Regions from separate parts of the Hordeum vulgare genome. Here regions 2 and 3 are each linked to region 1. Evidence: chromatin contacts called from public Hi-C data. All regions are on one chromosome and are shown on one strand. The core of a region is the stretch at or near the end of the contact, and the rest is flanking DNA. Distances in the headings are between cores, read along the strand shown. Region 1 holds the start of LOC123427504 (shaggy-related protein kinase GSK2). Region 2 holds the start of LOC123408285. Region 3 holds the start of LOC123427483 (mitochondrial dicarboxylate/tricarboxylate transporter DTC-like).

What was found. A called contact is a pair of places that touch in the nucleus more often than the background predicts.
Region 2: a Hi-C map of seedling shows a contact between it and region 1, with 4 times the contacts expected there. The contact joins the promoter of LOC123408285 here to the promoter of LOC123427504 in region 1. A contact is called at or near these places in 2 of 6 Hi-C or Micro-C datasets (leaf and seedling).
Region 3: a Hi-C map of seedling shows a contact between it and region 1, with 5 times the contacts expected there. The contact joins the promoter of LOC123427483 here to the promoter of LOC123427504 in region 1. A contact is called at or near these places in 2 of 6 Hi-C or Micro-C datasets (leaf and seedling).

What each region holds. Positions count from the first base shown.
Region 1 is chr1H:150,294,158-150,298,136 of MorexV3_pseudomolecules_assembly, reverse strand. It overlaps LOC123427504 (shaggy-related protein kinase GSK2), which reads right to left and starts at 2,652. Exons shown (of 12, transcript XM_045111576.1): 1 at 2,391-2,652; 2 at 2,192-2,293; 3 at 1,773-1,832; 4 at 1,417-1,689; 5 at 1,259-1,333; 6 at 1,043-1,099; 7 at 452-592; 8 at 304-354; 9 at 134-229. The coding sequence starts at 2,465.
Region 2 is chr1H:150,962,854-150,967,094 of MorexV3_pseudomolecules_assembly, reverse strand. LOC123408285 reads right to left here and starts at 2,756. Exons shown (of 3, transcript XM_045101428.1): 1 at 2,649-2,756; 2 at 1,705-2,548; 3 at 1,315-1,595. The coding sequence starts at 2,444. The coding sequence ends at 1,460.
Region 3 is chr1H:149,485,301-149,489,289 of MorexV3_pseudomolecules_assembly, reverse strand. LOC123427483 (mitochondrial dicarboxylate/tricarboxylate transporter DTC-like) reads left to right here and starts at 2,294. Exons shown (of 6, transcript XM_045111543.1): 1 at 2,294-2,695; 2 at 3,395-3,478. The coding sequence starts at 2,567.

The sequences.
Region 1 (3,979 bases), core at 1,403-3,902:
CATTGTTATATACCTTAAAGTATATTACAGCAGATCTTATATATGGCTGGACTGTATTAATAACAGTGAGCCACATATATTAATAAAAACAAATGTAATAAATGATTGGACATGAATGAGATTGCAAGTCTACCTTGTGCCAAGGATGAGCTTTTATCTGCGGAAACCTAAACTCCGTATAATTCGGGTTCATGCAACGTATTTCCTCCCGAGTTGGTGTTCCAAGAACCTACAAGAACATCACAAAGGTCAACATCATTTAATAGTATAAGCGAAAGAGAGAGATATGGAATGTTTGCAGACCTTGATTATCTCTACGAGTTGATCGACTGCACTCTCTCCTGGAAATAATGGCTAGCAAAAAGAAATGGAAGATCAGAAACTACAGTATTGACATCTTAGTTGGAACCTAGGAGGTTGCAAAATATGTGAATAAAACGAAGGAACTAACCTGACCAAGGAGCAGTTCTGCAAGAACACAACCAGCTGACCATATATCTATCGATGATGTATATTCAGTCGCACCAAATATAAGCTCCGGAGCACGGTAGTAGCGTGAGCATATGTATGATATATTGGGCTCACCCGCCACCTGATAGAGCAGCACAAGAAAAATGATATCAGATTAGCAGGTAAGTAACATCAAAGTACTATGCAGGTTGATATTGTAGCAAAGGAACTAAATTTTATATTCAGTGTCGGACACCCAATGTAATCAAATGAAGTGAAGATCAGAAACTTTACTTTCGGCTAAAGCAAGAATTCAGCATGCCAGTAGGGAATAAGCGCAATACAGAGATAATAGTTTATAACCAATGCTATCTGAAGAAGTCAAATTGTAAAGTGTATAAAAGTGACTTAATTTTAATCTTAACGACTGACTAGCTATAAACCTAAAACAGTAAGGATAAATCAAAATAGCACAGACCATGATGCCAATTCTGGTTCAATATTGAATAGAATGAGTAGTCTACACGACAGGACAAATGGATCTAAGCAGTGTGTATGTATCACCAAACTCTTGGGGAAAGAGCCAACATACCAGAACTTTTGCGCTTCCAAAGTCACAGACCTTAACTTGATGTGTTAAAGGATCAACCTGTATAAGGAAGCAAATTCAAAATCAAACATGAAAAGCCATGCATGATAACCGAGCAAATCTGTTCAGTGTGTTCACTGATACATTTTATTCCGGAAAGGGGAAGACCCCGTCCTCTGCATCAAGTGATGCACACAGCCAGTGTTCACCGATACATACCAAAACATTTTGTGGCTTCACATCCCTGTGACAGACTCCTGGAACAGTATGAATGTACGCCAGCCCCCTGAATAGCTGCCACCAATGTCAAATTGACTTAGAATAGTTGCACAATGACAGGCACACATTTCACATTTATTCATTGGCAATTCACAAACCTGATAGGTGTAAAGCTTGACATAGATAAGTGGCATCCCCTGTTTGGCATTACTGTAATGCTTAAGCACGCGGTAGAGCGTCTCCGGGACATACTCCATGACAAGGTTCAGAAACAGCTCATCTCTACTTGTGGTTGAGAAGAAGCAGTGCTTGAGGGAGACAACATTGGAATGGTTCATCGAACGCATAAGCTGCAGCTCACGGTTCTTGTACCGCCGGTCCTGCAGTACCTTCTTAATGGCCACCGTCTCCCCAGTTTCCAAGCATTTAGCCTACACATGCAACCATTTCACTAAACATCAGGCTGATGGTGAACAACACAAACATGGAAACAAGCAATGGCTCGAGCAATCACCTGAAAGACGATGCCAAACGAACCAGTGCCCACAACGCGCTCTGCCATGTAGCTAATCGTCTGAAAAACAAAGCAGGACATTACCAACTGGGCGCCAAAGGGGCATCATCCAAAATCTAACTGAGGCCGTCCAAATTTGTCCCGAAAACCCACACTATTGAACACCACACAGGCATATTTGGAACAGATCTCTTGAGCAAACCATAGTTACATGAGGATCAAACAAATGAGCACTGCAAAAATAGGCTGACAAGCTCCATCGTCCTTGATAAATTCAGCCGCTGTCTATCATTCTTTTTGTTCTCCGTAAACGAAGAAAAACCTAACCAAGGATCCACATACATCTCACCAAGGCAAGAACTGGCCGTGCAAGCTCAGGCCAAGAGACACATGGGAAACATAAGAGACGCTCAGCTCACCTGCTTGGGCTCGCCGTTCTTGCCGCCGATGGTGGTAGAGATGATGTGGCCGGTCATGGCGTCGTTCCCCTCCGCATACGGCGCCTCGCCATCCTGCTGCTTCTGCTCAGCAAGAGCGCCAACACGCTAAACATTAGCTCAACGGAACACCACGGCAAGAAACACACGGCCAACGCCATCCCAGCACAGATCCGGTTACCTTCTCGCAGGCGACTGCGGTGGGGGGCTGCTCGTCGAGCAGCATCGGCTCCGGCGCCGGCGCCGGATGCTCCATGTGCCTGGTGTGTGAATGGGGGCCGACAAGGCGGGCTCACAGCATCCACCTACGCCTGGTCCTCCTCTCTGCCTTGGCGTGCCTTGGCTTGTACTGTGATGTGGGTGGCGCTGCCTTTGACCAGTGGGGGTGGTGGCGACCAAGAGGAACAAGATGGGGAGTGACGTTGATCTATTGAGAGGGCGGTTAGCTGACCCGGTGTAAACAGCTGGTGGATTAGTGGGGAGGTGGATTAGACTAGACGAGGCTCCAGGTCCAGGGTCAAATTGCTGGGAGTACCCGTGTCACATTTATTGCCGAGTAATGGGATTCATTTCTTCGTCAAAAGGATAAACAGTGCCGCTAAAATATATTTACGGCATATTTTCAATTCCTGCCAGAAATTGAAAATATACGAGGGTATTCGTTGGAGAAATTTTCTAGTGAAAGTGGTACACTAATTCCTGCACAAATATACAACGGTACTTATCGGAGAAATTGCTGGCGCATTCATGTCATATAGGAGAACCTTTCTGGTGTTATATATGTCATTTTAATGCCCGGAAATACCTAATTGGTTTTGGGTTCCAAGCAACCTCTTTGAAAAAAATGATTTATAAATTACAAAAAGAGTTAAAAAATTCTGGAACTTTTTGGAGACAAGAACCTTGTAGTGTTATACTCATGTAAAAAGTTTCGCGAAGAAGTGACTTATGTGGACTGCGTGGCAGAAACAAAATGTGTGAATATGTTTATATAGTGTCAATTTTGTTTTGCTTCGCCTAGAATACCATGAACCTCAATCCTTCGCGAAGAGTCACATGAGCATAACACCGCATCATTCTTGTTTGAAAGAAGTTTCTGAAATTTTTGACTAACTTTACAATACTTCTTAAAAAAATCCAATTTGAGGTGCATTTGCACCCAAGACCCAAAGATCCACAGCATTTTATTGCCTCCTTATTAATTTAGTACCAAAAATATGACATCTTTTACATGATAGATATGTGTTTTTGTCCAAGTAATAACATTGCTAGCCAGCACTAAAAATGATGATCAGTAGGCAGTAGCTGGTCCGGCAGGGTGATCAACCACACTGGGGTTGAGACATGGCCAAGACTTATTCAGTTTTTATGAGATATGTTTGTAGAAGTAAAATTATTCGGACATTTTTACATATTGGTTATTGAATAATATATAGTATGCGAGACTGGATAGCAATGCTTTGATAGTCTGGTTTCGTGTTCTATACTCAACATATATGTATAGTATGAGATATGCATTAGTAAAAAATGAAGTACAATGTCTAGATAGGAGTAAGTAGACAATTTAAACGGTTTGCCGATTTTAATTTTTTGACCGGAAGATCTTCACGGCTAGTTTATTAACATCAACCCACACTTACATCGTTTGTTAAGAAATTCAACAATGAGCTCCGAGGGTGTAGGATCATAAGTAGGTTTAGGGTATGTTTGTTTGGGATGCAACTTTCACGATTGCAACTGCAACAGCTCCGGCTGGAAGGAGCAGCTCCG
Region 2 (4,241 bases), core at 1,507-4,006, 670 kb before region 1:
CTACAACATCAAATGGCACCAATTCCTTATTCAACATTCCAAGTTTCCAATTTCAACTAACATATCAAAGGAAAGATGCAAGAAGACTAGAAGAGGATACCACCTGCTGCTGGTCGTCGGTTTCATGTGGTCGCTTCCGTTTGGTTGATTTGCTCGCTAAACTGCTGCCTCTGCCATAGCCGCAGTTTCATCGACAGCAGCAGCCTCGGCCTCGGTTTCTTCGAGTTCGGCAGTACCAGATAGACCCACCCAATCCACATCCTCACCGGTATCCATCACCAGCAACGCCCCACTGTCGCCCCCCCTCCTGGTCCGACCTCCAGCATCAGCACGTCGCCCTGGAGCCCCTCACTATCGCCCCCTCCGCTAGCCCGACCTGCAGTGCCTCCCCCAAACGCCGCCACCCCTCGTCGTTGGCCCAACCTGCAGCAGCAGCAGCACCCCCACCGGCCGCCGCAGCCAGCAGATGCGAAATCTGGCCCCTGCGTCTGGGAACCCTTGCCACTGGCGATTGGCGGCGGCGCGAGCCCCAACAGTTAGGTCACGTCTGCTTCGTGCGTTTCTCTGCATCCTCTCGACTGGAATTCTAGATCGAGCATTTCTGTTTGGGCCTATAGACAAAAAGCCCACCCAACCGACCCAAGTCATTGCTTACCCCATCGGCCCTTCATCGTTGGTTGCTGCGTCCCTCCCCTCACGAACAGAACGCTGCCGCCGCCACTGGATTTTTGCAGATTTCGCGGCCGGTGGAAAAACAAGTAGGTGAGGGTCGATCCTGTGCCATCGACGACCCGGGGCGGCCGCCCCAGCTCGGCCCAATGATGGGTCCGCCATTGCCTTTCATAGAAATAAAATCGTGTATCTTCTAAAATAATAGAGAACGTGTTTTTTGAAAAAAAATCCATGGGATACAAAAAGCCAATCTCTAAACTGGATAAAAAACCTATCTAAAAAGCCGAAAACCAAAACCCGTACAGAAAAAAAATAAAAAAACGAAATTTGAAGGAAATGCTGAGAGTGTGACATGTGGCGGCGACCAAAAATGCGCAAGTGACGACGCGTGAGAGTGATCGCTGAAAGGGTCTCGAAGAAGTGCACGCTAACTAGTTGCTCTTCAATTTGTGTAAAAATTAAGCTAGTTAGCCTTTTTCTTTTTTTTCCGCGCTGGTCCATTGTAGTAGCCAACGATTGTGACATTAACTTTTTAAAAAAACGATGATGTCATCTGTTTTGACGTGGCAAAATAAATGATAATGAAGGTATGTGGCCCGTATGTGTTTCGGAAAAGGCCAACGATCCAGTACTTGTGTTTCGTCTCGCCGCAACTCGCAAATACTTATATTAGCCAGTAAGAACACGCCAAGACGCCTACCAATCTATATGCACCCATTCCACAGCCGATCAACAAGATGGAGTTGAATGGACTCGACATGTCCAAAATTTCCTACCCATTCCAAATTCAGGACCACCGGCAGTCACATCCGCGGCACGCGCAGCTTGGCCACCATATCGACGGACAAGAGCACCAACCAGCCTCCGCCGCCGCGCCAGTTTCCGCCACCGATGCCTCCGTCTCCTCCAACGCGGGCGGAAGACTGCAATTGAAGCCAACATTCGCAGGTCAGGACGACGAGGGACACAGAAAGACCGCGCACGTAATGCAAACCATGTGAGGTAATGCATGCCGAGAAGACGGGCGTGTACCTGCGCGTGCCGGCGACGCCATCGGCGGTGGCGAACCTGACGGACTTCTTGTTCATGCTTGTGCCACTGCCGCACCCCGCGCAGTCATCCCTCACGCACAAACTCCCGCCGGAGTTTCCTGTCGACATCTCTGGCACGGCCGGCAGCCTCGCGGCGGATGAGAGGCGGTGGAACACCCCAGAGGCGTCGTAGTAGAGGTCGCCGACACCGTAAAGCGGGCCGATCTCGCCGGAGTTTTCCAGCTGGATGCTGAAAAGCGAGTCGTTCGAGGTGGCGCTCCATTGGGCGGGGCACGTGGACTGCGTGCGGAACATCGATGAAGGGAGCCTCTTCGTGTCGTACCCAGCGGGCTGCCCCTGCACCATCATCGTCTGGACTGCCGGCGGCAGCGTTGCTGGCATTGACTCGGCGCAAGAGGAAGAACGGTCGTGGTCCGCCGCCGCCTCGACCTGGTACAAGCTCGCGTAGGAGGACGTGGAGGACAAGGAGGACTGCCGGTCAAGGTCGGGCAGGGGAATGCTCTCGAACGAGGAACTGCTGGATAGAGGTGGGGACGACGACGAAGCGGACGACGACCGCAGCGATTCGGCCGGCGTCCAGAAGGAGTCGGAGTGGGAAAGCTTGCGGTCGTGAGTGGCCTCGACGCTGCCGGGGCTGCAGGAGTATGAGGGCAGCCTCATCGGTGCGGGTGCGGGTGCGGGTGCGCGCGCAGAACCGCCGTCCTGGTCCATGACCGCCATGGCTGCGTCACGCGAGGTCGTGATCCTGACTCGCGATGATTAATCGGCTCGTGGAGTCCGTTCTGGATTAACGATGCAGAAGGCGGCGTCGCGACGCCGCAGATCTACACGTACGAGAGAGAAGCAAATCAAATCTCCTCATTTGGAAGGGAGAACAGAAGAAATCAAATCGAAATTGAGAGAACAAATCTCCACACATCCTACCTGCTGTGAAGAGCTAAATGGGCACATATGGGATTGATTGGTCGGAACTCGGCGGTGAGAGGCCGCCAAGGAAAATTCAAGAAATGGAGCTCCGACAAGAGACAACAATAGCCGGCCTCGCTTTTATATGCATGGGAGTTGGGATGGATCAACGGGGAAGAGGACAGACCGTCTATCGCAGGGAAATTTAGGTGCTGCCGTTGGCTGGGAGGCCAACCTACTTTTGGCATGGAAAAAGTGACGTAACAAAACTTGCGATCGACATATATATTCCGGGCATACTCACATATGGGTTTCTCCCGAATAAGATGGTTTTTGTGGTCTACTCTATTTGGAAATCCGGGAATGACGAGTTGTTTCAGAGAAAGGAAAACTCAGCCCTGTTGGTTTTCTGTGCAGCGAAAGCTATTACTAATTGTTTATCAAAGAAAATGAGGATGCATGACCAATTTTTTTTTAATCAAGAGCTTTATATAGATCACCCAGAAGGATTACAATCCTTCATTACACAATCCGTAAGGAAGGATGAAAATAGTTTATCCAAAGACAAACATCTTCTAGAGGTACTACAAAGTTTAGCGCACACATGTACAAGTTCATTTCCTTCTCACAACAGCTCCAAACGCGTGACCGAAACAGACGTGTGCTTTGTCCGTCTTTTATCCGTTTGGATTGACGTGTACGTCCTCTTTTTTAAATGGATCGGCCGCGCGTTTAACGGACGGGTCCAATAAGAGAATTCGAGATTAGGGGGTCCTTGGGCTGTTTATCTATTTTTATGGGACGGACTCATGGGTCGCCCTATAATTGTCATGACTTGGTATATGCTCCAAGGCAAGATGGTAATGATCATGTTTTTTCCTTGGTGTAACCGGTATTGTGTAATCCTATTATCCCTGGTATCTATATAAACGAGATGGCCTTAGCTCATAGGACATGTTAATATCATTACTCATAGGGTTTTAGACCACAATATACGATCTCGAGGTAGATCAACTCTATACTCGATACTCCATCATCAATATAAACAAGAGCAGGTTTTACCTCCATCAAGAGGGCCCAACTATACACCACATTTCGGCTCCACCTACTTCACAAATCGTCCCACCTAGAGTACGGGGGACGAGGCAGTAAACTTCCTAGATAGAAATGGGCTTCACAGCCCACAAACATCTCGCAAAGGGCAACGAAGCCCGAGATATGAAGTATGGATGCACGGGTAAGGTAGTGGAGTTGAATCCCGTAAAATTCTTATAAACCCCTTAAAAAGGGTGAATGGGAAAACCCAAGCGTTGTACGAGGAAGAGAACGAAACATACCCTCTCTTCCTTGCGGGGAGTAGGGAATTTCTCCGCGAAGGCTTCACCGTTTGCGGAAGTCAATCAAGAATGGGAAGGTGCCAGATCTGAGGAAGGAAGATATCCCTGCACCTCTAGGTCACGCAAACAAAGACAAGATACACAACAACTTGCCCGGTCGCCTAGAAGAGAGTCATGAGGGCGTGAGGAGGAGCTTGGAGTGCTCGCCATGTCTCTGTGCTTTCCGATGTTCTTCTCGCCGTTTGGGGAAACAAGGTGTGTTGCTTGAAGCACA
Region 3 (3,989 bases), core at 1,045-3,544, 810 kb after region 1:
TTGGCTGGGAGTAGTCCAGCAAGGTTACGAAGATGACCCCGTAGCTCAGGCACTGCCGACTCAGTTGGCCACTCAGAATGATCACCCAGACGGCTACTCTCTCTAGGATGGCATCATTCGACAACACGACCGGGTTTGGTTGGGTGACAACATGGACCTGCAAAAGAAATTATTGGATGCCCTTCATACATGCGCTACTGGTGGCCATTCGGGGTTCAATGCCACTTACAAAAGAGTGCGACGACTATTCACTTGGCCAGGACTACAGCATCACGCCAAGCTCTTCGTCGAGGCTTGCCAAGTCTGCAAGCAAGCCAAGCCCGAGCATGTCCGCTATACCGGTCTTCTCGAACCTCTACATGTACCAACAGAAGCCTGGCAAATGATCAGAATGGACTTCATGGAGGGCCTCTCTCGCTCCTTGGGTTGCAACTCTATATTGGTGGTCGTCGACAAGTTCTCCCGGTATGCCCATTTCATTGCCTTGTCTCACCCTTTCACCGCTTTCCAAGTCGCGCACGCCTTTGTGGCACACATCTACAAACTGCATGGGCTGCCAGAATCTATTGTCTCTGACTGTGACCCAATATTCACGAGCCTGTTGTGGAAGGAGCTCTTTTGCCTTACCCACACCAAGCTGCGGATGAGCACGACGCACCATCCTCAAACAGACGGGCAAACTGAGCGAGTCAACCAACGCCTGGAGACATTTCTTCGATGTTTCGTCCATGCCTACCCCACCAAATGGTATGCTTGGTTACCCGTGGTTGAGTTTTGGTACAATACATCCCCCACTCCGCGTTGAGCACTACTCCCTTTGAAGTTCTCTACGGGCATGCGTCGCGCCACTTCGACATCATTGACTCCGTCGCGTGCGCATCCCGGATTTGGCGGATTGGCTAGGGGACCACGAGAAAATGATAACCTTGATTCGCGAGCGTCTTCTTCGAGCACGCCAAACCATGAAGGACTCCGCAGACAAGCACCGACCGGATCGTGTTTTCGTCGTCAATGACTGGGTTTTCCTCAAGCTTCACCCGTATGTGCAACGCTCCGTCACCACAAGGCTCAATCAGAAGTTGGCTTTCCGCTACTTCGGACCCTACTTCGAGACGTTCCGCAGATCCTTGTGCGCTGGACAGATCAGCCACCAGATTTCACCACCTGGGAAGACACCAAGGAACCTGGCTGCCACTTTCCTCGGGCGCCAGCTTGGGGTCAAGCTGTGTCTCAAGGGGGAGGGAGTGTTACGACTTCTGCCTCCCTCGGCCCGCCTGCTACCGATGGCTCCGCCCCAACAGCCGTCGCCACCCACTGGGCGGAGCGGCCTCATCGACCGATGAAGCCCAACAACCGTTTCGCAACCCAAGTGTGGGACACCACCCGTTAGGTTAAGTAGGCTCCGACCCCTCCTGCATGAGGTGTGCTGGATGTAATCTTTGAACCGACGGCGATTTCTTCCTCCCGAACCTCTCTCCCTCCCTCCGAACCTCGAATTTGACCTCGAATCTTGTATCAAACCTGTTCTTGAAAGTGAGATCCAACTGGGAGCGTAACATTATCTGAGCGCAGCTATATTCCAAAGTTGTTCGTCCAGTTGCTCTTGGTGTTTGCTGAGTGATGTATCTATGTTTCTTTGGTAGCAGAAGTGCATATCATGTCTTTTTCTTCCTTGGGTTGCTTCGTCATGTTAGTCATGTTCTTCATCAACAGGGATTCTTGCTCCCTTATTGTCTTCTATGACTTCTATTCAGCTCTTCTTTCTCAGATTCTGCTTTTTTTACTCTTTCTTCTAAGCAGTTTATGTAACCTCTCATGTACACTGTCTTCGAGCTCAATAAATTAGCACCTATTGGTGCCTTTTTCTGTTATAAAAGAAAGATTTATACAGCAAGGAAAGAAAAAATGCTCTTCCTTTGCAAAAAATAAAATAAAAATGCGAGGTCTCGCCTCACGTGCGGTCTTTCGGAGGCGTTTGGACATAAGCTGGAGAAAACAAACACGGCGAGGACGGGAACTCCGACGACGAGGTTGGCTGGACCACGCCTCCCACCACACCAGCAATGGGCCTGCTCAGGGGCCCCACTGCGCACAAGATCTCCCTTCCAATTCCACACGGACAGATCCCATACGCCACCACCACTTTTCTCCTCCTGACGTCTACTCAACTTTTCCAACCCATGCCATGCTTAAAGAAAAAAAAACCTTTTCCAACCTTGTTTGTGTCAACTTGCGCCTCAACCTGCCTTAAAAAAAACGAAAAAACTTGCGCCTCAACCGCCTCATGTGCACCACGTCCATGCGCACAGCCGCGACGGCGCTCACGAGAACGCGGCGCTGCTTTATTACGCATTTTTTACGGCCAAGTAGTATTTTATCGTCCATCTGTTCTTTCTTCTCGGAGAAAAAGTAAGTAATCCTGTTATCTCCTCGCGTCGCTCTCGGCGCAATAATAAAAGCGCAACGGCACCCAGCGATCTAGGCCTCCTCCTCGCCCGCATCGCCTTCCCTCCGCTCGCGTCTGCTGCACTTCCTCTCCCAGCCCGGCTAGATCTCGCCGGAGGAGATGGCGGACGCGAAGCAGCAGCAGGCCGCGGCGCCCACCGGCGTCTGGAAGACGATAAAGCCATTCGTCAATGGTGGCGCCTCCGGGATGCTCGCCACCTGCGTCATCCAGCCCATCGACATGATCAAGGTACGGATGCGCTACTCACTTCTTCTTTCCCGGTGTGGAATATATGATTTAGGGGCAGCTTGTTGAGTTTGGTGGCTCTCTTGAGCCTTAGATCTGTGGTTGGTTATAGTGGATGCGAGCGACGCGATTGATGGATCGGGTCGATTGATTTCTGCGCATCTCTGGGTTAGATCTGAGCTCACCCTCGAGTGAGCTCCGGACAACTTGTTGTACACTAGGGTGGCTATTCTTGAGGAGATCTGTGGAAACTGGAGTATGCGGTCACACCACGAGCGCAAGTGGGGGCGACACACTTCGTTATTTGTTATCTACAGTCGAAACTGTCCGATGTGTTAGCTTAGATCCTCCGTGGAGATCGCACTAAATCTGTGGTGTGCTATTTTCTTCCTCACCAAAAGATCTGTGTGTTTGCGTGGCTTTACTTGTTTTTAATCAGTTAGCACTAGTTCTTTGGTCTCAAGATGTTGTTCTAGTTATTATTATTATTTGCTGCTGGAATGTTCCTGCACATGCAGAATTAGCCAGACCACTATATTTTGGTAGTGTCGGCCAACATGCCATCATAGTTCAAGTGGGTTATTTACTGGAGAGTTGTGTAGAATGTTATGGCTTATGATTAATAGCTTTTACTGAAACATGAAGACTGTAAATATCTATTTCGTGCACATTATATATAGCTTTTCCTGTTTTTGGTTTCAGGTGAAGATCCAGTTGGGTGAGGGATCTGCAGCTCAGGTCGCAAAGACAATGTATGCTAATGAGGGCCTTGGTTCCTTCTACAAGGTTTGTTCTTGCAAATGTCTTTATTCATGATGTGCATAATTGTTCTGTATGTAGTTTTCTGCTGGCCACGGTACATTTGCCATGTAATAGTGTCAGTGACTCAGTGCACATGTAAAGTATGACTTACAAACATAAATTAAACATGTAAATAACTAAATATTCTCTGGTATTCACAACTATATTTTCTTATTTGTGCATGTTTTCTCACCTTGAGTATTGTTGAGGTGGAAGAAGACTAATAAACATTTGCAATCATAAACACAGTTGTAAGTTAATATATTGATCATTGCTTGGAATTTTTCAGAATTCAAAAGTAAGAGATCAAGGAAACCCAATCTTTGGGACAATACTCACACTGAACCCCATTTTTTAAAATTTTAGCACATAACGATAGCTTTTGTGGCAAGATTTTAAATAGAGGAGTACATAAGAGATAATAAATATAGATAAGAGGCACGGTACTAAGTTTAGCAATGATTGTAGGAGTCTAATCTTTGTCTACAAGTGCAAC